Linked DNA regions of Mus musculus: regions 2, 3, 4, 5, 6 and 7 are each linked to region 1. Evidence: chromatin contacts called from public Micro-C and promoter capture Hi-C data. All regions are on one chromosome and are shown on one strand. The core of a region is the stretch at or near the end of the contact, and the rest is flanking DNA. Distances in the headings are between cores, read along the strand shown. Region 1 holds the start of Gphn (gephyrin). Region 2 overlaps Gm46359 (a long non-coding RNA gene). Region 3 holds the start of Rdh11 (retinol dehydrogenase 11). Region 4 holds the start of Plek2 (pleckstrin 2). Region 5 holds the start of Plekhh1 (pleckstrin homology domain containing, family H (with MyTH4 domain) member 1). Region 6 holds the start of Rdh12 (retinol dehydrogenase 12). Region 7 holds the start of Arg2 (arginase type II).

What was found. Promoter capture Hi-C pulls out the DNA fragments that hold promoters and counts their contacts. A called contact is a pair of places that touch in the nucleus more often than the background predicts.
Region 2: a promoter capture Hi-C map of pre-B cells shows a contact between it and region 1, with 3 times the contacts expected there. The contact joins the enhancer-like site here to the promoter of Gphn in region 1. A contact is called at or near these places in 4 of 39 promoter capture datasets (the HPC-7 cell line, embryonic stem cells, hippocampal neurons and 1 more), 1 of 15 datasets of contacts at CTCF or cohesin (large pre-B cells), 6 of 484 Hi-C or Micro-C datasets (LSK cells, adipose-derived mesenchymal stem cells, conventional dendritic cells and 1 more), 14 of 115 datasets of contacts at active chromatin or transcription factors (the NIH/3T3 cell line, astrocytes, cardiomyocytes and 9 more) and 1 of 9 other capture datasets (embryonic stem cells).
Region 3: a contact with region 1 is called in a promoter capture Hi-C map of pre-B cells, with 4 times the contacts expected there. The contact joins the promoter of Rdh11 here to the promoter of Gphn in region 1. A contact is called at or near these places in 2 of 39 promoter capture datasets (hippocampal neurons and pre-B cells), 1 of 484 Hi-C or Micro-C datasets (B cells) and 1 of 115 datasets of contacts at active chromatin or transcription factors (large pre-B cells).
Region 4: a contact with region 1 is called in a promoter capture Hi-C map of pre-B cells, with 4 times the contacts expected there. The contact joins the promoter of Plek2 here to the promoter of Gphn in region 1. A contact is called at or near these places in 7 of 39 promoter capture datasets (the 3T3-L1 cell line, the HPC-7 cell line, cranial neural crest and 4 more), 1 of 15 datasets of contacts at CTCF or cohesin (large pre-B cells), 6 of 484 Hi-C or Micro-C datasets (LSK cells, adipose-derived mesenchymal stem cells, conventional dendritic cells and 1 more), 20 of 115 datasets of contacts at active chromatin or transcription factors (the NIH/3T3 cell line, astrocytes, embryonic hindbrain and 13 more) and 1 of 9 other capture datasets (embryonic stem cells).
Region 5: a Micro-C map of embryonic stem cells shows a contact between it and region 1, with 3 times the contacts expected there. The contact joins the promoter of Plekhh1 here to the promoter of Gphn in region 1. A contact is called at or near these places in 1 of 39 promoter capture datasets (the HPC-7 cell line), 3 of 484 Hi-C or Micro-C datasets (the N1E-115 cell line, embryonic stem cells and myocytes), 5 of 115 datasets of contacts at active chromatin or transcription factors (cardiomyocytes, extraembryonic endoderm stem cells, large pre-B cells and 2 more) and 1 of 9 other capture datasets (adipose tissue).
Region 6: a promoter capture Hi-C map of pre-B cells shows a contact between it and region 1, with 4 times the contacts expected there. The contact joins the promoter of Rdh12 here to the promoter of Gphn in region 1. A contact is called at or near these places in 2 of 39 promoter capture datasets (hippocampal neurons and pre-B cells).
Region 7: a contact with region 1 is called in a promoter capture Hi-C map of hippocampal neurons, with 4 times the contacts expected there. The contact joins the promoter of Arg2 here to the promoter of Gphn in region 1. A contact is called at or near these places in 4 of 39 promoter capture datasets (cranial neural crest, hippocampal neurons, pre-B cells and 1 more) and 4 of 115 datasets of contacts at active chromatin or transcription factors (embryonic forebrain, extraembryonic endoderm stem cells, large pre-B cells and 1 more).

What each region holds. Positions count from the first base shown.
Region 1 is chr12:78,225,400-78,228,099 of GRCm38.p6, reverse strand. Gphn (gephyrin) reads right to left here and starts at 1,445. Exons shown (of 23, transcript NM_145965.2): 1 at 1,259-1,445. The coding sequence starts at 1,322.
Region 2 is chr12:78,922,632-78,925,331 of GRCm38.p6, reverse strand. All of the region lies in intron 2 of Gm46359 (a long non-coding RNA gene), which reads right to left. Among named protein-coding and RNA genes, the nearest start is that of Gm46360, 4.9 kb to the left of the region's middle. Within about 2 kb of position 1,406, at least 35 of the 459 cell types and tissues checked have an H3K27ac peak or open chromatin away from gene starts, as enhancers often do. A contact at or near this core is called in pre-B cells and pro-B cells, where this site is marked.
Region 3 is chr12:79,190,443-79,193,142 of GRCm38.p6, reverse strand. It overlaps Rdh11 (retinol dehydrogenase 11), which reads left to right and starts at 1,288. Exons shown (of 7, transcript NM_021557.6): 1 at 1,288-1,417. The coding sequence starts at 1,353.
Region 4 is chr12:78,905,608-78,908,307 of GRCm38.p6, reverse strand. Plek2 (pleckstrin 2) reads left to right here and starts at 1,370. Exons shown (of 9, transcript NM_013738.3): 1 at 1,370-1,417. The coding sequence starts at 1,376.
Region 5 is chr12:79,027,797-79,030,496 of GRCm38.p6, reverse strand. It overlaps Plekhh1 (pleckstrin homology domain containing, family H (with MyTH4 domain) member 1), which reads right to left and starts at 1,334. Exons shown (of 29, transcript NM_181073.3): 1 at 1,077-1,334.
Region 6 is chr12:79,207,493-79,210,252 of GRCm38.p6, reverse strand. It overlaps Rdh12 (retinol dehydrogenase 12), which reads right to left and starts at 1,340. Exons shown (of 7, transcript NM_030017.4): 1 at 1,145-1,340. The coding sequence starts at 1,212.
Region 7 is chr12:79,129,478-79,132,177 of GRCm38.p6, reverse strand. Arg2 (arginase type II) reads right to left here and starts at 1,390. Exons shown (of 8, transcript NM_009705.3): 1 at 1,198-1,390; 2 at 265-337. The coding sequence starts at 1,308.

The DNA of each region.
Region 1 (2,700 bases), core at 196-2,695:
ATAATGAAAGCAAGTTTCATTCAATTTAGTTCCTTCCCGGGCATCATCTCAACCTGTCAGAATTCTACAAGAAAAAAAATTTAAATGAAATAGGGAAGACACTAGGATTCCCTTCTACATAGCTTCTTTTTCTGAAACCACATCACTAAGTCTTGGATTTCCTTTACTCCACAGTAAGCCTCAGACTCCAAATATAAATTCTTTAACCCCCGCTTCTCCGTTCAATTACACTTGAACCATGCCAACTACAGAACCTCAGCCGAAACCCCTACAAATAGGTTTGCAATTCATCTTGGAAGTCGTGCCCTGCAGCAACTGTCTATCTCCAAACTCAGGGATATCACCCAAATACAACGCAACGGAATCAGACATGCAGAGCACACACGACTTCCGCGAGGGAGGGAAACGCGACCCGGGAAAAGTGCGCTCCTCACCAGCCTCAGGACCATCCACCGGGGAGTGAGAATGGGAGGGGGGGGGTGTCCCAAAAGGGAGGGGGAGAAAAGAACCCGACAGAGGGAAATCCTTCCTTCTCAAGGGAAAAAAAAAAAAAAAAAAGGCTGGCTCTCCCGGCCACGGGAAGCAGCCGGTCCTCGCGGAGGAGAAGAGGCAGACAGAGAGGGAGGGCCCTGTGCTAGGAAAGGCAGAAGGAAGGCACTTTCCGGGGTCCGGACTAGAGCCTAGCACCCGGCTCCCGGGGGAGGTGAGGAGTGTCCCGTCGTCTGCAGAGGGGACAGCCGGCCGGCGAAGGGGCAGCAGAGGCGGAGCAGAGTTCGCCTGCCGAACCCCGAGTCCTGTCAGGCAGGTGCCATGGGGCCGCCGGGTGGGGGGGGAGGGGAGAAAAGGGGGTGGAGATGGGATTCCCCCCTCTCGGAAGAGCTTTAGTGGAGGAGGCGCCCGGCCAACCCCGAGCAGCGTGCTTCAGACTGCGGAGCAGGAATCCCGCCGCCCGCACCGGCAGCGCGGAGCCCCGCAGCGCCCGCCGCACCGGCCCCTCGGTCCCCGGGGGCCAGAGACTTTGGCTGCTAGGGCTCCGGGGCCTGACACCCCACCGTGCCTGCCCCAGCTCCCCCGGGGAGCACACGGGAACACCCGAATCCTCAGCAGCTCTCAGCGGTTGTAAAATACACCCCCCGGTCCCCCTCCTCAGCCTGCCCTCTTCCCGAGGCCGCAGGGAAGCACCACCGCGGGCGAGAAACCTCCAGCAAGTCGCGGATAGTAGCCGTTGCGGCTCCCCCGGACCTCCTCCCCCCGTTACCTGTGAGGACTCCGACACGGATTTGATGGTCGTGGTTGGTGAGGATCATTCCCTCGGTCGCCATGTTTCCCAGCGCAGTCACCGCACTGACAGGAGCCAGGAGAAGCCGGAGCCCGGAGCGCGCCGGCCGGGAGCGCGCTTGCCTTGGAGAGCGCGAGAGCGAGGGCGCCCGGGGAGCGCGAGGCGAGCGGGAAGGAGGGGGCCGAGCGCCCGGTGGCCTGCGTGGGGTGGGGGGGAGAGGCCGCGCCAGGAGCGCGCGGGTCCGCGGAGGGGGCGGAGTCGGGCCGCGCGACCCCGAGTCCGGCCGGGAGGAAGCGATCCCGGGGTGGGAGTAGCGGCGGCCTCGCGGAAGACAGAGCGCGGAGGCGGCGGGGCAAGGCCGGCGAGACCCAGAGGCTCTGCGGAGTGAGACCCAAGACGCCTGGATGGCAAGAGACTGAGAGGGGGAAAAGGGAGCACACGCTCTGGAGGTTGCGGGGGCGGACTCGGGGACAGGGGCGGAGCTACACCCCGAGGCGTGCAACTCGTGGAGAGTGAGGGGAGGAGTGCGAGCTTGGCTGCGGAGTGCCGGGAGCGGGAAGGAGCCGGCCCAGCCTAGAGTGGGACCCAAGGAACGTTCCTGGGCGCGCGAGTAGCGCGGGATTGGCTGGGCGGACGCGGTGCGGGTGCGCGCGAGGCACGAACGCAGCCTCGGCGGGCCCCAGACAGAAGCAATCCCCCGCCGAGCCGGCAGCCTCGTCAGTTTTCCGCCGCCTCAGGCCGGCCGGCTCTGCCCGCGATGGAGCCACTCCGGACCAGGTGCGGCAGCGAGGTGGGCTCACCTCCTCTGAAGGCACCGGAGAACCTAGAGGTGGCTTAAGGAAGCGGCATGGGTGGCAGAACGGTGGCCGCTGTGACGAGAGTCCCCTCTCGGGCAGAGATAGGTTACCCTGTGCCGCCCCAGCTGTGACCTGCAGTCAATGCTCCCTCTGACTTCGCTTTGGCCCCGCTCGGTGACAGCCTACCACAGACGTCGTAGACGGAGCTTATGTGTCTGCAGCAGGGCACGTGGAGTGGAGATTCCTCTCTCTCTCTCTCTCTCTCTCTCTCTCTCTCTCTCTCTCTCTCTCTCTGTCGTCCCCTAGATGCTGTGACATTTAAGTTTCAGTGTTTCTGGAATATGGAATTACTCTGAAAATGTGGTCATTTAGTTCTGTGTCTTTCATAAAGTGTTATTAGCCACCTCTATTTTGTGTAGGTTTGCTAAATATCCTTTTCTGGCTTAAGTGTGTGTATGTTTTCTCATTTGTTCACCATAGTAAAACCTAAAAGCAAAACAACAACAAAAAAAGTATCAAAACTGTTTAATAATCTGCTCTTAGTCTAAAATCTCAATTATATGGTTATGTGCGGTTTGTATTGTTCCAGTAAGAACATAGCATTACTCATTCTATTCACTAAAG
Region 2 (2,700 bases), core at 157-2,656, 700 kb before region 1:
AGTTCTAGGCCAGCCTGGTCTACAGAATGAGTTTCAGGACAGCCAGGGCTATACAGAGAAATCCTGTCTCAAAACACCCCACCCATTCTCCCCCTCCCAAAAAATTGTTTCACTTAAATGGATTTTGCTTTGCTTTCAAACAGGATCTTGAGCAGTGCAGGGCTGGCTCGAACTCTTGATCCTTCTGTCTCCATGTCTTGACTGCTGGGATTATAGACATATACTACTATGCTTGGCTAGAATTGATATCTGCTTTCTTTTCTTTGAGACAGAGTCTCATGTATTGCTGCCTGTCTTTCTTACTATGTAGCCAAGTCTGGTCTTTAACTCCTGATCACCCTGCTTCTACACACCAAGGACTAAGATAACAGTCACACACCACCACACTGAACCTTAAATTGCTTTTTTCCAGGGGTTGTTTCGTTGACACAATACCTCATTATGGAGACCAAGTTAGTCTCAAACTCATAGAGATCTATATCCCTCTGCCTCCCAAGTGCTGGGATTAAAGATATGCTGCACCAGACTGGCCTTAAATTGATTTTTTTTAACAACATAAAAAGTTAATTAAAACAGGAGAATGAAGAGTTGTAGGCTAGCCTGGGATGTGTAGTGAAACTGAAACAGGAGAATGAAGAGTTGTAGGCTAGCCTGGGATGTGTAGTGAAGAGTTGTAGGCTAGCCTGGGATGTGTAGTGAAACTGAAACAGGAGAATGAAGAGTTGTAGGCTAGCCTGGGATGTGTAGGCTAGCCTGGGATGTGTAGGCTAGCCTGGGATGTGTAGGCTAGCCTGGGGTGTGTAGTGAAACTGTCTCAAAAGCAGACGGTTGGGCATGAAACTGGGAGATGGTTCAGAAACCCTGGTGTCCCAACTTTAATTCTAGCCTCAGAATTGAGAGGCAGGCTCCCCCCAGAACATGCTAGCTAGCAAGATTAGTCATATTGGAAAAGAATAAAATGGAGAAATAATTGAAGATGATCCCCATATCAACATTGTACCTCCAAATGCATCACACACACACTCACACACACCTACACACACACTCACACACACTTGTACAAACACTCACACTCATACCTATACACACACTCACACACATCTATATACACACACACCTATACACATACACACACCTACACACACATACACACACACACACACACTCACGGTGGGGGCAGAAGAGATGTTTAGATTTCAAGATTCACAGTGAGGCTGCTCATTTCTCTATTTGTGTGTGTGAACTCTTGATTCTTATCAAAAAGGATCAGGATTCTGGTTTTGGGTTTTTTTTTTTTTTTTTTTTTTTTTTTTTGTAAGCTTGGGGCAGTTCTTCAGTTATTTTGGGCAGAGAGCTTTATTTGCTCCATGAGTCTCTCCCCATCTGTGGCTTTCACTTCCCTGTTTGCTTTATTGCATTTGGTGGCACAAACGGCTTTTAAGAACAGATTTAGATCCATCCCTCCTGTCTCTGATGTCTGTTGCAGGGATAGTTAGAATGTTTTCTCTGGTCACAGCTGAAAGTTTCCATTTCCATTTCTCTCTGTGTCTTTTTATGACCCATTTGGAGTATACCGTGATGCACGATATGAAAAATATGGGTGGAAGCTGATCCTAAGCTGTGCTGACATCCCACAGTTTTCCCGCAGAGTGGCTCTTTCTTGTAGTGTTCTGTGGATGCTTCTTCACCATCGGCCAAGTCTTTAAATAATGTTTCTGTCTTAACATAGTCTACGCTGGTTCCTAACTTTTCTCTGTTTTTGCATCAAGGCCTCACTGTGTTTTGGTGGCTGGCCTCAAACTCACAACTCCATCTGTCTCTGCCTCCCAAGCGCTGGGATTAAGGTATGTGTCCCTACACGTGACTATCTTTTCTTATTTTTGTCCTGATATGTTTTGAGCTGGTCATGGTGGCACATGCCTGTGATCCGGCACCGACAAGCCTGATGAGGGGGACTATAAATTCCTGCCAAGATGGGTTAAATTGTGAGGCCCTGTCTCAAGCAAACAACAACAACTTTTTAAAAACTTTGCCTGGGCTGGAGAGATGGCTCAGAGGTTAAGAGCACTGACTGTTCTTCCTGAGTTCAAATCCCAACAACCACATGGTGGCTCACAACCATCCATAATGAGATCTGATGCCCTCTTCTGGGGTGTCTGAAGATAGCTACAGTGTATTTATATATAATAAGTAAATAAACCAACCTTAAAAACAAAACAAAACAAAACAAAACTTTGCCCATTCAGATTCCAAATGAATTTTAATAATTATATATGTTATATAATACATCCCATTTTGTCTTTTTCCTCCCCATTTTAGTCTTATTATTCAACTTCACAATCAGAATTAAAGGAGCTGGAGAGGTGACTCAGTAATTTAAAGCAGGGACTACTCTCACACAGGAATACAGTTTGATTCCCAGTACTTATGCCAGGTGGCTCACAACTACCGGCAACTCTTAGATACAGGGAACCCCATGTCTGTGGCCTCAAGGGCACCTGTACTCATGTGCACATGGTCACACATACACATAATTTTTTTAAAAGATTTTTAAAAATCAGAAACACTGTTGGTGGTGGCACAGGATCCCAGCACTCAGGTGGCAGAGGCAAGTGGATCTCTGTGAGTTTGAGGCCAGCCTGGCCTACAGAAATAGTTCTAGACCAACCTGGCCTACAGAGATAGTTCTAGGACAGCCAG
Region 3 (2,700 bases), core at 39-2,538, 970 kb before region 1:
GGTTGGAGCCTTGCTCTATCTGTCACATGTGTGAATGTATGTGTGTGTGTTTATAATTCTTCCCCACCACCCCCTCTCTCTTTTCTTTCTCACTGATCCCCAAAGAGTTGTCTCAAGAAGGCTGAAGGTTGAAGCAGGAAGGAGAAAGCTGCAGCTTTGACAACTCCTGAAGCAGTACTTCACAGCTGTCTGTGTCACCTCTCAGAGACTACACCAGTTTATTGTAGAAATACTGTTAAACATGTATAAAATGAATAAGAAACAGAATACGTAAAAGACTTTTTTCTTTGAGCTGTGAGCTGCTCTCTACATACTAGACACTAAGAAAGCGTTAAATGCTGATGATTACTAGATAATCCAATACTAAATCTGTAAGAATATGTCTTCTTCCCAGGTGCTATACAGTATATGGCTCCAACTTGACTGTGGAACAGGTATCTTCCAATGAATGGAAATTAATTATGCAAATGAACCAGAAACTGAATAGTGAAGGTGGGAAACCACAGACAATGACTTTTAAAACTTGTTAAACATGATAACTCATGTTTATCCCCATGAGGTACACCTCAAAGGAAAGAAAAGTTTGAACAGGGAGTTTGCCTTTTCCCAAAGAAATGTTCCTGGCCTTAGTTCAAGACGGGATTAAACTCTTTGACAAAGTGATAAAACCAACTGTGCCAATCTGAGAAATGCATTGTTTCCTTGAAGAGTAATACATGATATAGTCATCCAAGAAACTATTTTATTATCAAATAACAACCAAGGGCTTGGGAAATTATGAAGGATACTATCATAGATCGAAGTACACACAACCGTGACTCTCTAGGAGGTCTTAACTTGCTTTGCCCCATAGGGCAAAGGTCATCTCTGAGGAAGGACATCTTCCGCCACACCAACTGTCCGACTAACGGCTCCTGCCCTTTGTAATTAACCTCAGAATACTTTCCAGACGCTGTCTCCCAGACAAAATGTAATTTCCTAATAATGATTGGGGAAAATTGAACCAAACACTGGACTTGGGCTCCAGGAGATAGCAAACCCGCGAGACTTCCAAAGAGTCAATTAGTGGCCAGAGGAGTGGTAGAAGGGCTGGCTCAACGATCCCACAGGCCTAGGCCCTGGACCACTGAAGACCATTGCTCCACGGTTGTGTTATTCAACTTTTCATAGTGCTTGGAAGTATACTCTGAATGTATCACCGCCAGGCGGCCGCCAAATCCAGGACTACATTTCCCAGAGGGCTTTGCTCCCTGGCGGTTGCAGTTGAACCGGGGTGTGTCTAGGATCAGAAGCCATAAGTCCCGCTGTCCTCTTTAGAGCATCAACTTCAACTGCGCTTCGGTGGTGCTGAGATGTTCGGATTCCTGCTTCTGCTCTCTCTTCCCTTCATCCTGTACTTGGTCACGCCAAAAATCAGGTCTGTGCGAATGTTGCTTTTTCTTGCCAGGTCTTTTAGAGAAGATAAAAAATCCCTACTGAAGCCCTCTCCCTAGCCCCCGTAAAGAAAGACTAGGAAAGGACTGAGAAGCCCTTTAAGGTAGCAAAGATCTGGAGTTTACTGGACTGTAGGCGAGATCCTGGTGCCCTGGATGTGGGCACGGCCAGACGTCAGACCCCAGGTGGTCGTAAAAGCGCTCCAGGTCTCCATCATCCTGTATTGCTCTTTCTGGCCTACCTTATTTCCTCTAGCACTATTTGCTCTCTAGCTTCGGGAAGCCGCTGAGTATGGCGGGCTTTAGATTCTAACTGTTTTCTCCACTCCCAAGCTTTGAACCAGCCTTTGTCTAACTATTTGTCTCCAGCCCTTGAGGTACTACAGGAGGGTTGCACTTTTTGCTCTCTGAACCCGATGCCAATGTTATCTGGGGCATGCTTCCTTGTTGCCGTTATTCACTTGTTTAGGTGTTTGTGACAACTGAAGGGGAAGATTCATTGTCCTTCGGAGTAGGAACACGTGCTTGTTTGCCCTAATTAGATTACTAGGAGCCAGGAGAAGAACCACGTGGTCAAAGGATGGTTTCTTAATTAAGTGTCAGGTCAGCCCAAACCTGGAGGTGTGTGTAATCACCTGAGAATCAGCGGCAGGCTACCACAAGGGGCAGTCCACTGATTGGTTCTGAGTAAGTCACCAGGAGTGACGGTGGACCAGTAATAAACGCCACCTTCTTTCTGGGCGTGGCCATAGTTCCTATTGGAGCTGAGGCTGTGCCATCCTTCTGTCATTTCTTACCATGACCAACATTTTTTCTTCCAAGACCTACTTCCCACTCTTTTTGCTTTTTCTTCTCTCTCTGGTGGCTACTTTCATTTTTCCCCTCTCCTCTCTGAATACTTACAGCTCCCATAAGTAGGCACACATGGGCCTTGTACTCAGGTAAAAACTTGGGTTTCTTTTTACCACAAGATCTTCATATCCATATAGAATCTCAACAAAACATGAACCGGAGCTACATCCAGTGAAATGTGTCTTAGAAGCGAGCACTCTAAGGACTCTACTATCCCCGTTGGAGCCAGCATGGGAGAGTGGGGCCAGAGCTGCGCTTTCAAAGTTGATTTCTTGTTTTCGATGATGACAGAGGAAGGAGGAAGAGCCAATTCCTGGTCCCCAGGATTTGTCAGTGTTGAAGTTCAGTCTGAAGGGACGTGAGACACAGAGCCAGGGGCCTTGATCGCTGAGGAGAGAGAGGTTCCTTTGGGTAC
Region 4 (2,700 bases), core at 121-2,620, 680 kb before region 1:
TCTTCTGGTTGAGCTGGGTTTATGTCATCGCGGTTCCTTGGTAGGTTGGTGGTGCAGTCATGACAGACTGGGGAAGACAGAGGAGGTGAGTCACACTGAAGGTCCAGTGAATCAGACGGGGTGGGCTGGGACAGGGGTTTCCCTCAAAGGAAGCGCCTTAGCTGTTCCTGGGAGAAACACCACCAGGAGAAAAAACCAACTTCCCCCCTTTCAGAGAACCCACTTAAGAACCCGTTTTCTAAAGAAAAGGCCCAGTCCATGCCTCCTAAAAGGAGTAGACAGGTATAGGATCTGACTTTCCCAGCTTCTCCTACTCTGGGTTTGAGCCCTTCTGGTATTCGGAAGCACGATTTCTTCCAATGCCCTGGTGTGATATGGTTCCGAGTGACTTCAATGGCTTCAAGTTTCAGTTTCCTGGAAAACACATTATTTGCCTCCTGGAGTTGGGGTATAATTGCAAATAAAACCTAGCACTATTGGAAAGAGAATGGAACCTCTGTTGTCTTTGGATTTAAAATCTAGGAAGCTGTTACCTGGCAACACAACACTGCCAGATCTCTTGCTTTACAGGTGAAGATGTATGTTTGTCACAGACCGCAGGGGCATGTGGGGCAGAGCCCAGCATAGGGACACTAGGGTGTGCTGGGAGCCAGACTGAAGGGCATCTCTGTCTTTCCATTACCGGCAGTTCTCTCTCTCTCTCTAATCCAGACACCCCAGGGCCTTTGTCCTGCCTAGCAGGTGTTCCCTCTGCTGAGCAAAGATATCAGGGATTCTATGCAGATCAGCACCACTGTCGTTTTCTTGTTTCAGGTGCCAACATGATGTGGTAGAACGTTGTGTTGATTCTATCGGGATATTTTCTTCATCATAGGCGTTAATTTTTATTTTAAAATATCGTATTACAATATGACTTACACGGATGACTCGATTATTTTGCACGCTCTTTAAACTCACCCAGAATTGCTAAAATCTGATTCTTTTTGGTTGTTTGCTTTTGAGATGAGGATGGTGTGATGTACACATTGAGGTGAGAATGTGTTCTGTAGACTATGCCAGTCACCTTAAACTTGAGATTCTCGTACTTGCTCTATACACTCCTCTGCCTCTCAGGAAAGGCTCAGAACTATAGACAGAGGTCCAGGGTCGTGTTCTTGGGCGATCACCGCGGGCCGTGCGGGGTAGGGTTGGCACACTGGGCACCTGGCGTGGGAAGGTCGGAGCAGAAGTCCCGACCGGGCCAGACTTCCTGCCCGCAGGGCGGGAGGCTCTGGCACTGGATGTGCGCCAGGGGGCGTCTCCGGGAGGGAGTGGCTTCCTGGGCGCGGGCGGCGTCGGCGGTGGAGCGCGGGGACAGCTCACCTGGACTGGCGACATGGAGGACGGCGTGCTCAAGGAAGGCTTCCTCGTCAAGAGGGTGAGTGTGTTCTGGCCTCGCGCCCGCGTGGCCGTGGGGACAGCGGGGCGAGCAAGTGTTGGACAAGGTGACGAGCTGGCGAAGTGCTCCCACTGGCCAGCGGATCTGGCATGCACAGGCTGGTCCTGCTTGGTTCAGGGCTTACTCTCTCCGGTGGATCTCTTAAAACAATTTACTGGAATTGAGGGCGAAGCCAGGGACAGGACCCATGGTTAGCATACTCAAGGCCCTGGATTTGGTCCACAGCAACACACCACACACACACACACACACACACACACACACACACACACACACACACCACACCACACTGTATTAAAGTACCATAAAGTGGTGTGGGTGCAGGGTGGAGAGAGCATAGTTAAAAGGTACGGCTGGAAAGTAGGAATGACCTTCTGTGGTAGAGAGTTAACTGTGGCTGACCGCAGTTAAGAGTATATTCTCACGTAGCTAAGGGGATTTTAAATGTTTCCAACACCAAGAAACGTTAATAAATGTTTGAGGTGATGGAGCTGCCAGTTACCCTTATGCGATCATTGCATGCCGTGCCTATGATTGACAACCCAATGTATGTGCTCCATGCATATGCACAGCCATGTCTCAATTAAGTATGATATTGAAATATAAGGCACCATGGATATGCCGTGCAATTTACAGCTTGAAAGGAAAGAAGGCACCACCCTTCCCTCCCTCCCTCCCTCCCTCTTCTCTCTCTCTCTCTCTCTCTCTCTCTCTCTCTCTGCTCAAGACTGAGCATCAGCAAGGCGAAATAGCTTGTCTAGCGTAGGTGAGTATTAGATAGGACATGAACTCCATCCTTAGTCCTCCCTCATCACCCTTGTTGAAGAAGCAAGAGTCCAACCAGGGACAGTGGGACTCCCAGGATGCCTAGGGTCAAGGTAGAAAATGAACGAAAGAACCTAAAAGAGGAACTTTTACAGTTTGGTGCATTCAGAAAACCTTGGATTTGATCTCTAACTTCTAAAACAATTACTTTAACATTGATGTCAATACTGAATATTTATGTTAGTATAATAGCATGCATAGTATGCATATAGATATACATGTGTGTATGTGTATATATGTATACACACATATATGCATGTATTTGTATGTATATGTGTGTATATGTATGTATATGAGTATATATGCATGTATATGTGTGTATATGTGTGTATATGTATGTATATGTATGTGTATGTATATGTATATGTGTATATGCATATGTATGTATATGTGTGTATATGTATGCATATATATATGTATTGGCGGCTGAGCCCTTT
Region 5 (2,700 bases), core at 85-2,584, 800 kb before region 1:
CTCTCTACTGCTGATGACCGATTCAGTCAGAAGGGCAGCACACTGGTTTAGGCTAATTGTTCATTTCCCTAAGTTTGGGACCACAGGGTTAACAATATCACAAAACAGCTCTGAGTAGGTCCCTTAGGCAGCTAGGGGAAGGCAAAGGACAGTATCACATGTGGAATCTAGAAGGCTTACGTTTGAGTCCTGTCTCTACGTGACCTTTACAGTCTTTCACTATAACCTTGGGCAAGACACAAGTTTTCTGAGTCCCAGTTTCCTCCTTCACAGAGAAAGGTGAATGGATTGTTGAACTGAGTGGCGACTATTTGCACCGCACAGTGTCCTGAACAAGACAGTCCAGAAAGTCTGGTGCTGAGGATTGATAGCTACTACATTGGGGGTGGGGGGAAGGGTTACTTATTTCAAATAACGATCTTTCGAGCATTCTCCTGGAACCCGGAGTTTGTCAATGTCAGTAAGTTTTATGAGGCGGATTTACAGTAGAAGCTGATTGAAGATCCTGACAGGGAGGAAGTATGCTGAAGGAGCAACAGGGAGAACATTCTATTTCCACAGGGTCTCGCTACCTCTGCCACCCTCCGTGGGAGACGTATTCCTAAGATTGCTAGGACACAAAGCCCCTGATGTCACTCAGAGTCCAACCTGTGTTCTTTTCTGCTTGGCAGGACGCCGTCAGTATGAGTTCAGCTTGACTCCTAGGACTCCTAGGAGAGACATCCAGCAATCACATTAACAAGCAACCTAGGACAAGCTGCTGAGAGGAGCGGAAGGGTTGAGCGGAGAGCACCGGGTTGGAAGGAAGCCTGCACGTACATCCCGGGGCCTTCCCAGGAGCAACTGGATCAAGCCGGTCCCAAAGAGCAGGACCTACTGCGGGAGGGGCAGTCACCGCCTCCCAGTGCGGGTGTCCTGGAGCTCCTGGTTGCCTGCGCCCGTCCCACGGCTCCCAGGTAGAGAGGCACCTGCTCCAGAGTTGCCCTCCCGGCCGCGAGGAGTCAGCCCTGTCCGTCCCGCCGGACGCCCTCTCCCAGCGGCACACCCCCCGGCCCTCCCCGACCCGCCCGGCTCACCTGAGTGAGCTGCCGGGAGTCCCGCCGCGACCCCGACCGCCACGCGCGCCTCTGCCCCACAGTGGCTCTCCCCGAGTGCGGAGAGGCCCCCGGGTCTCCGCTCCCCCGCTGCAGGGGTCGCGGTGGGCGTGGCGGGCCGAGGTCGGAGCCTGGAAGGTCCCCGGAGCTCCGCACAAAGCCCGCCCCAGCGCTGGGAGCAGCGCCGCGCCGGCTGTGTCCGCACCGCGCTCGCTCGGCGGGCAGCTCGCGGCCAGGCACAGGAAATGACCTCAGCAGCCGCAGCCTCCCACCGCGGGGCGCGGCCGGGGCCGCCTGGAGGGCTGGCTGCGCGCTGCGACCCCCAGACAGCGTGGGATCCCCGGCGGGATGCTCACCAGACTGGACCCTCCCTCCGCGGAAGGAGGTCCCAGCGAGTGTCTAGCCACCTGTAGGAAAGTCCCACCTGGTTACTGGGAGCGAGCAGTCTGCACAACTGATTTGGAGTTGAGAGAGAGAGAAGGGGGAGCGAGTCACTACAGCTCTAGGAGAACCTGTTTGTTTGTGTTTGTCTTGCTTATTTTAAAGGCGACAGCCAGGGAGCCAGAAGGGCAAGGAGCCCTGGTTTGCAATACCTAACTCACACAATAACAATTATACACCCAGAGGGAGTGGGACACTAGATGTTTGGTTAGGGGACTAGATGTTTGGTTAGGGGATGGGGCTGAGGAAGATGCAAATGAAATGTAGTTAGGAAGGAGCTTCTTCTAAGTGGGCGGCGGAACTCATGAAGGAGGTCCTGGGTTTAATTCCCAGCACACAAAATGAATGAAAGAAAGAAAGAAAGAAAGAAAGAAAGAAAGAAAGAAAGAAAGAAAGGAAGGAAGGAAGGAAGGAAGGAAGGAAGGAAGGAAGGAAGGAAGGAAGGAAGGAAGGAAGGAAAGAAAAGGGGAGGGGAGGGGAGGGGAGGGGAAAACAAAAGCTGCCTTTCCCAATTCCATAAACTGAACAGAAACAAAACACCCCGGGGCCTAGAATATTCACTCCAAGCACTCACCGAGAAAAATCCCCAGCCCCACCCCAGGTTTAAATCTGAATCTGGGGGTGGGAAGGGAGAGGGGAATTGCCCACGGAGCAAACCTCCTTAGGCATTCTCATGCACGGTTTTGAAAGCTCAGGAACTAAGGAAGGCAGTTAAATTGGGTGGGTGGGACTCCAAGTGACTTTATAGGCAAGACCTCTGGGTTTTGTGAAGGGGTGACACTTCCATACACTTTGAATAGGCAATCTTGAGCATGATATGAATTTCAAATTCAGAGGGCTAATAGTGGACACTAAGACTTTATCCGTTTTTGGCAGATCACCCCTACCCAAATGCAACTATTGTCATTATATATATTATGTATATGCATATTCATATATGTATTTATATGCATCTGTCTATATCCATATATATATGTATTTACAAACACCTTTTTTTTTAATTAATTAATTTATTTATTTATTTATTTTTTTTGAGACAGGGTTTCTCTGTGTAGCCCTGGCTGTCCTGGAACTCACTTTGTAGACCAGGCTGGCCTCGAACTCAGAAATCCGCCTGCCTCTGCCTCCCAAGTGCTGGGATTAAAGGCGTGCGCCACCACGCCCG
Region 6 (2,760 bases), core at 91-2,590, 980 kb before region 1:
AGAGTCTAGAATACTTCCTGAACATCACTGGATGGCAGACACTGAGCTAGACACTTTCTATACACTGTCTTTTCTTGATATTTTCTACATGCACTGTCTAGCCTAGGCTAGACTTTCTACACCCAATATTTAGACTAGGCTAGACACTTTTCTACACTCATGAGGTCTATCCCAGGCTTGATTTTCTATACATTTTCTGTCTAGGTTTAAACACTTTCTGCACCCAGTCTACCTCCATGCTAAATAGTTTCTGCACTCACTATCTTTCCACATTTTCCATACATATTATCTTTCCATATGCCATTTATATTAATTTCCCCTGCCATTTCAGTATTACTTCTATATTACAAAAACAAACACACACAAGCAAACAAAAAAAACCTCTGAAGCCCAAAGATGTTTAAGTCATTTCTAAGGGTGGCCGGGACCAAGTATGACACTTTGACACTCTGTCCTCAGTATGCCTATCTAACCTTCCTTTGGGGTGGGGGTGGGGTCAGGTCAGGGGGCAAAGGTTCAAGACAGGGTCTCTCTGTATAGCCCTGGCTGCCCTGGAACTCGCTCTGTAGATCAGTCTGTCCTCTAATTCAGAGTTCTTTCTGCTTCTGCTTCCTGAGTGCTCGGATTAAAGGCACGTACAACCACACCTGGCTCCTAACCTTTCTAATCATCAACAAAATTTAAAGCCCCCACATAGAATAGCCATTTCTTGGCACCTCCACAAATCCCCAGTGAATCATTTCCAAAACACTTCTTGAGAGAAGTATCAAGGGAAGAGAGTTTGCTTCCTTTCCAGAGTGCCTAAGACTTGACAAGGAGTCCCTTAACGATGAAGTCCCCATGACACTCACCTCATCTAGGGACAGAAAAGAAAAGGAAAGTGTCAGAGAAACCTAAAGGAATCAGAGGAAAGTGCCACAGGACTCATCTACTCCGCCTTCCTCCTTCCTCGGCATCCGAATTCAAATCAGCCCCACCTCCTCCCACCCAGGTGCTTCCTTCTCGTTTTCTGCAGAGGCATCCAGAACCCCTCCTTTCCTGTTTTTAATGTACTAATCTCGCCTCCGCCACCTTCCCTCCTTCTTCTTTTAGAAGTCAAAACCATCTTCGTAAAGTATCTTTGAGTTGCTGGATTAAAACAAACCTGATGGATGGAGCTGTCAGATACAAGATGGAGAGGAAGGACGTAAGCAGTACCAAGATAAACAGCATCTTGTCAACTTTCTTAGTTGCTGCTTCCCACCCTCAACCTAGCCCGAGGATCCTTCTCTGGCTCCAATTCCTGGCAGCTTCTGTTGGTTCTTGGTTCCTCTCACTCTGGGACACTCAGCAACTGGCTGGCTTAAGCAATGCCCAGAATCTTACTTAAATCCGAGAGCCGCCAGAGCACAGCCTCCTGGGAGTTGTAGTCCTAGAGGGGTGGGGCTTAAGGAAAGATTAGGGCTTCACCTTATATTGGCAGTGAGAATTTGGCAATACTGGAGTTCCTCCTCAACACGCTATTTTCAAGATAGAATATGTTACACATTATCAGCAGGCTTCAAAAAAGCCAGGCATAGTGACAACGTCTTATAATCAACGTATTTGGCAGGCTGAAGCAGATGATCACTTGAGTCTGTAGTTCAAGACTGGCCTAAACAACATAATAAACTGTGTCAAAACAAAACCAAACCAAAAAAAACAAAACAAAGAAAAAAGCAAGCATGCGAACAAACAAAAAAAAAATCCTCCAAGTCCTAATGATGCTTGAAATATGTGTGATTAAAAATGGAAGAGAGATAGTAAGAAGGATGGCTAAGTAGGTCAAAGCACTTTCCATGTGAGCTTGTTGGTATGTGTCCAATCCCCAGGATCCATGTAGAAGTCAGATGTGGCAGCTCAGGCCAGAAGAGTGGCTGCCGTCTGTAACCACAGTAGTCCTACTTCAAAATGGAAACTGGAGCTCAAAGGCCAGGTAGCCTCGAGGAAGTGGAACTGCAGGATCAAGAGGTAGGTACGCACAAACCTTGCTTCGAAGACAAAGTAAAAGGAGTGACCTGACTTTTGAAAACTTGTTCTCTAATCTCCATATGCATGTCCCTACAAACCCCAAAGTAAATTAACAGGGCAGGGAAAGTGGCTCAGCAGGTATCAGCAATAGCAAACAGGCACAGTGACCTGAGTTTGGTTCCCAGGTCCCACAGCCAACTCTCCAAGTGACACTGTGACCTCCACACATGCTGAAGCCTGTGCATTCCTGCACTCTCATGTATATATAACCAATTAAATAAGTAAAAGTTAAAAATAAATAAATGGAAGAAATAGGGAGTGGCTGAAGGTCCTGTGGGGCTGGCAATGTGCTGGTCTTTGATCTTCGTGCTAGTACACAGGTGTGCTTACTGTGAACAATCACTGAGTTGGGCGCTTTTGATTTGGGCATTTTGTGTGTGTTCTTTACATTACACTTCAGTGAAGTTGACACACCCAACGACATGTCAAGCAAGAGTAGAGTGTTTAAGTATTCTCGAGCTAGACTCAAATTCCTGACTCAAATCCCAGCTCAGCATCCTTCAAGCTTCAAGGTCCTGGGCAAGTTATTGAGTCTTTCTGCTGCCTCAGTTTACTTGATTATCCAATGGGAGTGATTATCAGTTGCAAGTCTCCACATGGCCACTCGGGCCACTCACCTCAGATGATTCTCAGGTCAGGTGGACTCAGGGGAGGACACAGCAGTGGGACAGCAGCTTTGTAAAACAGAGATGAGGGGCTACTCTCTGATTT
Region 7 (2,700 bases), core at 141-2,640, 900 kb before region 1:
ATCCTTAGCTGCACTGGCAGTACACTGGCAGTACACTGTTCCAGGACCTACTTTGCTCTGCTTCACTTTCCCCAACACTATCTGCAAGAAGACTTCCTCTGAAGATTCCCTGATAGATGTTTATCTGCAGAAGGAATCCAAAGGATACCAGATGGGAACAAATTACAGGTGCCAAGCTGCTACCACAGGATCAGGATAGAAGAGATGAGATTCTGAACAGGTTTTTTCCCCTTCCGGAACAAACACAGAAATCCAACCACTTACCCAACCTGGAGAGCCTCTTCAGCAAGCCAGCTTCTCGAATGGCAGCTGGACCATATTCCACTCCTAGCTTCTTCTGTGAATCATACAAACCCCACAGACATAAGAGAAGGTGAGGAAAGGAGCAGAAACACTTTGACACAGAAATCTCTGCTGCTACCCGGAGCTCCTAAAAGACTCCTCTGCAAACCTTTCACAGCATCAAAACTTCTACTGTAGAAGGCTGATCGTTTCACTAAATGCTTAATGGGCGGAGGGAAGATTCTGTTCTTGAAAGCAAATCAACCTTCTGAGTCCCTCACTGAGAGCCAGACCAGGAAAGTCTCGGATCAGGAAAGGGCTCAGTGAGCTTTGATCCGGTACCTGTATCTGGCAGAACGCGGCACCTAGCTTCCCCATCAGTGAGTGCGCCCTCCGCGACAGCAGGTTCCTTTCATTGAAGGCAGAACAAAGCCCCTTCGTCCCTCCCGCAGTTGCAGAGACCGACATCAATTTCTTTCCAGGTTAATGCTCTTTCTGCAAGAATAGAACCTGAAGCCTGCCTTAATCCCCGGTCACCGTCTCTAACCTCCTCTCCGACAATTTCTCAACGATCCCGGTTTTGCCTTCTCCAGCTCCTCCATGGAATCCTCTCTCTTTTCCTTCCTGTCATCACCCCAAAGCTGGAAATGCCCACTCTCCGTCGTCCTGGAGGCCGCAGATGCTCGCTTCTCGATGCCCACTTCCCTCCCTCTCGATGCCCAGTGCCCTCTCTCACCCCCTTGCCTTCCATCAGTCCCTCATCTCCATCTGGGTCCAGGAAAACCCAACGTGCGCTCCACGTACCCGCCATGGGATCCCGCGAGCTCTTCCCCCCGTTTTTTCCCCCCTCCTCCCTCCTGGCCCCAAGAAACTCTCTAGGCTTAGTGTCCCGTCAGCTCGGGTCGCAGCTCTCACCTGTCCCCGAGAGAAAGGGGCTCCGACTATAGCTACAGAGTGGACGGATCTCGTCAGGACGCAAGGAATTTGCCCGTGGAGGAGACGGGAGGCGCTGCTCCTCAGGAACATGATTGGCAGGGAGGGGATTACCCTAGGAGAACCGGCTCGGTGCAACTCAGGACCTCGAGTGAGTGCAGCCTCCCACAGCTTCGATGCTTCACTAGGCGAGCGCACCGCCCTGTGACGTCAGCATCTCTCGGACACGCCTCCAACCAGCCCCCGGCGCACCTTCTCGGAGGACTACAGCTCTCCAGGGCCTGGGACGCGCCTGCCGTTAAGTCACCATTGGACCTGTCCTCTCTTTCCCTGGACACGCTCCCCCCGCCCCCGATGCCTAAGCCACCAAGGCGGATACCATAAAGCCGCTGATCAGAGTGGCACCTGTGTGGTTTCCCGGGAAGCAGCGTCCCTGCCAGGTTGGAGACCTCAGTGGAACTTGAGAACTTGACACATGTACCCGCCCCAGGCGCTATCTCGGCTGAAGAGTTGGCACTGGCCGTGGCCTGCCCGCACCCGGGGTCATCTGCTAACCCACACCAAGTCAGCATCCATCTGCAGCTTTCTATCTCAAAGCTTAAAATCCTAGAAACATTTACCCCATCAGTGTCCTCTTGAGTCTGGCTTTTTAAAAACTCACCTACCTTGGATCTTTGGGGAGAATTTAGAATTTACCAAGCAATTACTTTCTAGATTTTTTTTTTAATTTTTTTAAACAAAATTTTATTTCCTTTTCAGATTTTTTTAAATGTGTATGAGTGTTTTGCCTGTATATATGTTTGTGCACCACAGACATTCATGGTGCCCAGGGAAGTCAGAAGTGGATATAGGATTTGCTGGAACTAGAGTTACTACAGACCTTTATGAGCCACCATGTGAGTGCTGAGAATCAAACCCAAGCCCTTAGCAAAAGTAACAGATGCTCTTAACTGTTCAGCTACCTCTCTGGGCCCCTGTTTTCAGTTCTTTACATGAACAATAAGAGCACTGGTTACTAGAGGCCAACTATATCAACACATTCTGATCATTCTAAATTAAAAGGAGGCTGAAACAAATCCAAAAATATCAAGGAGCTTTTCATGGTTTTAATAGTAAATAGTGGCTGATGGCCCTGCAATTACGGACACACATTGCTCTTGCAGAGGACCTGGTTTTTGCAGAGTTTTATGCATAGCCATTAACCCCAGCTTCTGGGGAATCCGATGCTTCTTGCCTCCACAGACACAGCAAGCTAGGGGAGATAGAAGGATCTGCATTCTTTGTTGTAAGCACAAGTTTACAGTATGATAAAATGGACATATTGAGTGTTTCATACAGTGGCAAGATTGTCTAACACTGTACTCTTAACTGTGACTCTGTAGCCTGCTGTAGTGGCTATTCCTGGTTGTCAACTTGACAATATTTGGAATGAACTACAATCCGGAATTGGAAGGCTCACCAGTGACCCTTATCTGGAGGCTTGGA